2 separate regions of the Salmo salar genome follow, and region 1 is linked to region 2. A link is a contact called in public Hi-C data. All regions are on one chromosome and are shown on one strand. The core of a region is the stretch at or near the end of the contact, and the rest is flanking DNA. Distances in the headings are between cores, read along the strand shown. Region 1 holds the start of epb41l2 (erythrocyte membrane protein band 4.1 like 2). Region 2 overlaps epb41l2 (erythrocyte membrane protein band 4.1 like 2).

Region 1 (3,501 bases), core at 69-2,568, 70 kb before region 2:
TTTGTGTTAGTGACAGTTATCAGCTTTGTAATTTCAGCCATGTGTTGCCTCTTGTAAAATGACACTGAAGTCACATATATTGAGGTGATCCTGAAGGACAGATCTCACAACAAGCCAGTAGTTTGTCATCATAACATTGAGTCCAATTCACCTGCTGAAGCTTATGCAGTATTGAAATTACATTAAAAACATTCATTTAATTTCTGTTAAATCTCCATACAATCCATGAGAAGAAGTACAACCGCACTCCTTCCTTGTTCACCATCCTCTCCTCAGGTAACACCTGTATTGTTTGCAGGGCAAACAGTGCCTTGAAAGAAAAAGGTTCACATACGTGCTTCTGTCTCTACCTTTCACGCCTTTGTTTGTGTTGTAACTGTAAACCACTGGATTTGGTTTCAGGTTGTGGGGGAGATATCTGCCATCACAGAAAGGGAACAGGTGTAATAGCAGGACCAGTTTGGCGACTTTTTCTTGAACTAAACAGAAACAGACAGGTGAACGCATGGAATGTCTCTCCCCATCTTACCCCTTGTGCCCATGTCATTTGTAGTACAGTCTCTGAGGTGAGTAAGAATCTGAAATGCCTATATTTGCTTAAAGTTCCTTCCTCCAGGATATGTGACATGGGGTGCAGTGTTACACAACAGCAACCATTCATAGAACCACAATTAAGATGTTTTACATGTAAATTGTAGCCATGTATGTGTTTTATAAAAATCAAGACTTATTTTTACACTGAAGTATTCTTAATGTACAATGTAATCTCAAAGATGTGTAAATTGATTGCGGTATGTACTGAATGTCCGTCATTAAAGGCATGTGCATGCCGTCATGAAACAGATTATAATGTGGAGGATTAAAATTCATGGATTTTTAGTCATTCCATCAGTTCCACTGTCATGCACCTGTACATGGCAGTCATCCTGCGTCATGGAGGGTATTGCATGAAAAGGTTATGAAGAGAGCAGTTGCTGTTGTCTCAATCAGTCAAACAATGACAGTGGAGCTGCTGCTTTAAAAAGTAGAGGATTTTGAACCAGGCTGCCTGTGTTCAAGGCTCAGACCCAAGGTAGCATCGAGAGGATTTACTTGCACACAGAGTGTGACAGTCACTGCTCCAAGTACTTCTTCTTTCTCCCTCTTAATCCACTGTTGACTTTAACACTAGCCATCCTCATTGGTCGGCAGTAAGGAGAACTAGCGGATACTCTATTTTCATCCCATTGGAATTTGCTTCATTGAAGGCAAACCTGGACCTAGCTCTTCTACCACAGGTGATGTTAACCTAGAACAACCTCTTTGCCAACAAAAAGTGAGCAGCCAGGATATCTTTTAATGCAGTTGTTTTTTAATGAATTTAATAGCTACAGTACGGGCCAGATGGTGAATTGTGAATTCTTCTAACTAATCCCTTTGGGTAAATCTGCATAGCCACCATGTTCCGGGATTTGACAAGAAACAACAACCGTGGGTGGTTAAGAAAGGACAGTTTGATTCCCTGGTAGTATCACTGCACATATCATGCTAATCAACTGGAACTAGGATTTATCTGTCGGTAATCTGTAATTGATAAATCGGTGGTTTAAAACAGGAACAACATTATTGAGGTACATAATTTCTCTTTTACTTCTGGTTTTAAATTCTACATGGGTGTGGTCTTACGTTGCATACCTCTGACAGCATGTACAACTATTACATTAATACAAGATGGGCATAATTCTCCCTTTGTCTTTGTTTTGCACCTGTCTTTCTTGGGATGTACCGGTGGACCTGGCTGTCATCTGGGATCATGTTCATCTTCTGCTGGTGAGTTGGATGTTACTTTTACTTTGTGTGAAGAAAGATGGAATATGGATAGTTCAATCAATTCAAACTTTATTTGCCACATGCGCCAAATACAACAAGTGTAGACTTTACCGTGAAATGCTTACTTACAAGCCCTTAACCAACAGTGCACTTCAAGAAGAAAATATTTACCAAGTAGGCTAAAATAAAAAGTAATACACTGACTCGATACCGGGCACCGTTACCGAGTCAGTATGCAGGGGTACAGGCTAGTTGAGGTAATCTGTACATGTAGGTGGGGGCGAAGTGACTATGCATAGGTAACAAACAAACAGCTAGTAGCAGCAGTGTAGAAGGGGGGGGGGGGGTCAATGTAAATTGTGCGGTGGTGATTTTTATGAATTGTTCAGCAGTCTAATGGCTTGGGGTTAGAAGCTGTTGAGGGGCCTGTTGGTCCTAGACTTGGCGCTCCGGTACCGCTTGCTGTGCGGTAGCAGAGAAAACAGTCTATAACTTGGGTGACTGGAGTCTCTGACAATTTTATGGGCTTTCCTCTGACACCGCTTATTATATAGGTCCTGGATGGCAGGAAGCTTGGCTCTAGTGATGTACTGGGCCGTTCGCACTACCCTCTGTAGCGCCTTACGGTCAGACGCCGAGCAGTTGCCATACCAGGCGGTGATGCAACCGGTAAGGATGCTCTCGATGGTGCAGATGTAGAACCTTTTGACGATCTGGGGGCCCATGCCAAATCTTTTCAGTCTCCAGAGGGGGGGGAAGAGGTTTTGTCATGCCCTCTTCACAACTGTCATGGTATGTTTGGACCATGATAGTTCGTTGGTGATGTGGACACCAAGGAACTTGAAACTCTCGACCCGCTCCACTACAGCCCCGTTGATGTTAATGGGGGCCTGTTCGGCCCGCCGCTTCCTGTAGTCCACGATCAGCTCCTTTGTCTTGCTCACATTGAGGGAGAGGTTGTTGTCCTGGCACCACACAGCCAGTTCTCTGACCTCCTCCCATAGGCCGTCTCATCGTTGTCGGTGATCAGGCCTATCACTGTTGTGTCGTCAGCAAACTTAATGATGGTGTTGGAGTCGTGTTTGGCCACGTAGTCGTGGGTGAACAGGCAATGTATCAAGAACTGCATATTTGGCTATTTTTGTTTGCATTTGTGTTTTAATCCTATTTGAAATTGACCTTTCAAAAACCTTTTGACCAAAAGAATTTGCTCTTTAAAATGTGATTCTTCAGTCTATTTTATGTGTTATTTGGTTGGCTGAAAATAAGATGTTGGTTTCATCATGGTTTGATGTTTCAGATGTTGGCTTTTTGACACAACCCTATCACAGGAGTGTTGTGAGTGACCCTTTAGACCTCTGTAACACATCCTATTATGAGTTACAACTAGAGGTCGACTGATTAATCTGCATGGCCGATTAATTAGGGCCGATTTTCAACTTTTCATAACAAATCGGTAAATCTACCTTTTTGGATGCCGATTACATTGAAATCCACGAGGAGACTGCGTGGCAGGCTGACCACCTGTTACGTGAGTGCAGCATCAAAAGGACCTTGTGGATGCAAGGAGCCAAGGTAAGTTGCTAGCTAGCATTAAACTTACCTTATAAAAAACAATCAATCTTCACAATCACTAGTTAACTACACATGGTTGATGATATTACTAGGTTAACTATCTTGTTCTGCATTGCA
Region 2 (3,481 bases), core at 713-3,212:
CCGGGAGAGGTACGGAACAGCACCGCCCTCAGAGGAAAACACTAGACATTTCCACATTTTGCAGTTGTCCTTTCGAAAGCCCACTCGAGAGAGCAGCCGTAGGAAGCGGACTCCTTCATTGAGCCAAATACTGACAGTGTTAGGAGATGGTTTGATTGTACAGAGGGAAATACTGACATTTAGATATTTCTTTCTTAACGCCCATTCAAACTAGTGTCTTGGAGGGAGGGGTGGGGGGGTTGGGTCCATATCTCTGTCTTTTGTACAGCGTATGTTTTCTAACTAAGCTAGTCTCCAGTACTCAGGGGAACTCACGTCTATACTTTGCTTTCCAGACAGAGCAGTTTGAGAGCTCTGTGGGCTTCAAGCTGCCCAACCACCGTGCTGCCAAGAGGGTCTGGAAGGTCTGCGTGGAGAATCACACCTTCTTCAGGTAACAATCACACTGTCAGCATCCACGTCAACGACCCCTACATTTCTGTTGAACTTAATCCTGTTCACCTCGAACTCACTGCATCAGACTTGAAAAGATGTCTGAACTAGGAAGAGCTAGTGTGTTAGGTCCTTTGAAGTCTGTTGTTTTTGAATGATTGCACCATTCGTTAAAATGTTCTGTTCCACCTTTTTAAATCCATCTACAGGCCCTTTCTAACCTGTTGACTCTGTGAAATGCGTGTCTAAGCTAACACAGACAGTCGGAGCCCATGTCAAACCACAGTGGAGCATGTTAAATTGCATTTCCCCCCACAGTCTGAAGTGTGTACCAACTGGAGTGTGTAATTGGCCAGTCTCTAGGGAGCACTAAGTTCCTCCGAGTCTTCCTGTCCAGTGAAAAGACTGAAGAGATGGAGCACAGTGGAGTGGAGCAAGGCCATTGTGCACTTATTTGTTTAAGCAGCTTCTCCGTCCGAGGCCTAAAGCCATGGCCATTATCATGCGCTTAAACTGTCTTCTTAGCGTCCGCTCTGCAGGGATGTATCATTAAGGAAGGAACTGTCCCCCACTGGGGATTAAGAATGAGCAAACATTTAATATCCTTTAGGAAAGCAGAGTCCCTCAGAGCCACTGATAGAGATGTCTTTCAACCGTGAAACCCCAACTTCTCCCTCCCAGATCAGCCCGTCCCTTGGGGGTTCATCTGTCTTGACGTCATTTGAAACGCAACGCCCTATGGTTGGAATCACCCCAGCAACACATCACGTTAAATAAATCCCACCTGCTGCGCCTCGCATTGTTTGACAGTTTGTAAGAGGAGTGTCGGCCCATGACAAATTGCAACCAGATTCACCATGGAGATCCTCGGCTGTTTAATCGAGCTATGTTGTTCTTGGCACAGATGACAAGGAGGGGAGCCACAGCCTCAACAAATGCAAAGCAAAAAAATCACTCGCTGCCTTCAACCCAACCACTAATAGCCAAAAGCCCAATCGCACCTCTCTCCTCTATTATTCAGATCCTCTGTGTGCTAAATCAACTCCAAATAATGACTCTCCTTAAACTGCCATCTGCTTAATGGTCTTGTACACTGATATCAACACCAATGAGAGCTTTAATTGGCCCGGTCATTATCGGTTTGGGCCAAAGAGCTTGACCAAAGAGCTTGATCAAATAGCGGCTTCTTTTGTACTGTGTTGTGAAGGCATGATGTCATGTCAGACCCAGGCCCTGGCTGTGCTGGGATGGAGAAGTCGTGCCGGGGCTGCTGCGATCATGATGGAATCCACGGAGACTCTGACACACCAGCAGCACGCCCAGGGCCAGCGTGTTTGAATGGGGTTGAAATCATCTCTGGCCTGCACGCACCTGTGTTTAAACAACAGACCCCCGCCCCAATGAGCCTGTATAAGAGCAGAGAGCAAGAGCCTCACTTTATGGACGCCACTGTGGCTAAACCTGACACCACTAGGACGACGCCAGAGACATCTGGACTGAGTGCCTCTCCCCTCTGCTCCAGCCTGCCGGCCCCTCAGGCTGGGCACAGGCCTGTTTGAAGGAACTTCTGCTCTGTAGGGGGGGTGGTGTGTGTGTGTGTGTGAGAGAGAGAGCGAAATGTCTGATTTAAGGGGCTCTGCGAAGTGAATGGGGAGAGCTGGACGGGCAGGAAACCCTGTCGCCATAGGAGATTAAGGATAGGGGCAGGGAGGTTTGCGACCAGCCCTCCCCCACTTCCACCTCTGTCTCCCGATAATATTTAGTCCCAAACACAGCTGTGACTCAGAGCAGAGCCAGCTAAGGGGAATAAGAGACGGCTAAATGTTCGGCGCCCTTTACAGCTATGTTTACTTATGGTCACTGACAAACAATGAGACTGTTGAATGGATCCCTTATACCTGCGTCTTCATGACTCATCCTTAGCCATCTCTGTGTGTAAATAGAGAGGTTATGTTTATCACTTTGGCTTCAGCGGTTGGCACAGTTTACTGGCATGAAATAGATTTTTCATTGGAAGAAAATCTAGTACTCTTATCTACTCTCACGGTCTTCCAGTAAACTGAAATAAGTTTTGCATACTGCCACTAAACTGGATATGAAAAAGTTTGTTTTCAGAATAGTATTGATCTTATTTTGGTCCTATTCTCTCTCCAGGTTGATGACTCCAGAAGCGCCCACTAAAGCCAAGTTTCTCACGCTGGGCTCCAAGTTCAGATACAGTGGGCGGACCCAGGCCCAGACACGACAGGCCAGCACCCTCATCGACAGGCCGGCACCCTACTTCGAGCGAACCTCCAGCAAGCGTATCTCACGAAGCCTGGATGGAGGTAGGCCGTGGCACTAGACAAACACGCACATTTAGGATGCCGTATTACTATGCTCACTACCTTAAACTATGGGCTCCGCTGAGTCAATCCATAGCCATCTCTGCAGGAGGAGTGGAGAGTGTTACTCAGTGGAATATGGCCTCTACACCCGGCCTACACAAGCAGTAAGTCTCTTTGTGAACATCAGGGAGCTCTCATTAAGTCCACTCAAGGCAAACGCCGTAGGGGACCGTCACAGAACCACCTCCTACCTCCGGCCTCACCATCAAAGAGATGTTTAGAGAAACTGCTGGAGAAACACTCTAAACCAGAGAGGGTGCGAAGGAGGGAAGGGAACAAAGGGACCCGCAGGATGAGAGGAAAACCATTACAGTGAGACGTACAAAAAGAAACACAACCCAGTTCAGATGTCTCTATATGACCGCAATCCTCAACATGCCTCGGCATGCGTTCTGTTTCGTCCCGATCAACCGTTAACGTTTAGATCACACTACACCATCCTCCTAGTTTGTTCAAACTGTCTCGTCTGAATTGTTTAGAGTGGAGCCAGTGTCCTGTACGGTCTCAGCCAGTGAGTGTGTAGCTAGCTGTATGCATGACTTCCTCCCCATCATGGGCATTTGGTTAGATATGGGAAATGGCTCCAACATCTGTTTCCCTTTGTTGGGAATGACTGTGGATGAATCCGGACTCATTCTTCTTGACCAGGGGATTTCAAAAGT

The links. A called contact is a pair of places that touch in the nucleus more often than the background predicts.
Region 1: a contact with region 2 is called in a Hi-C map of muscle, with 6 times the contacts expected there. The contact joins the promoter of epb41l2 here to the enhancer-like site in region 2. A contact is called at or near these places in 3 of 3 Hi-C or Micro-C datasets (blood, gill and muscle).

The regions. Positions count from the first base shown.
Region 1 is chrssa06:61,186,671-61,190,171 of Ssal_v3.1, reverse strand. It overlaps epb41l2 (erythrocyte membrane protein band 4.1 like 2), which reads left to right and starts at 1,318. Exons shown (of 23, transcript XM_014205074.2): 1 at 1,318-1,809.
Region 2 is chrssa06:61,117,817-61,121,297 of Ssal_v3.1, reverse strand. It overlaps epb41l2 (erythrocyte membrane protein band 4.1 like 2), which reads left to right. Exons shown (of 23, transcript XM_014205074.2): 9 at 1-9; 10 at 336-433; 11 at 2,587-2,759. Among protein-coding and RNA genes, the nearest start is that of LOC106607762, 29 kb to the right of the region's middle. Within about 2 kb of position 1,962, at least 1 of the 13 cell types and tissues checked has an H3K27ac peak or open chromatin away from gene starts, as enhancers often do. A contact at or near this core is called in muscle, where this site is marked.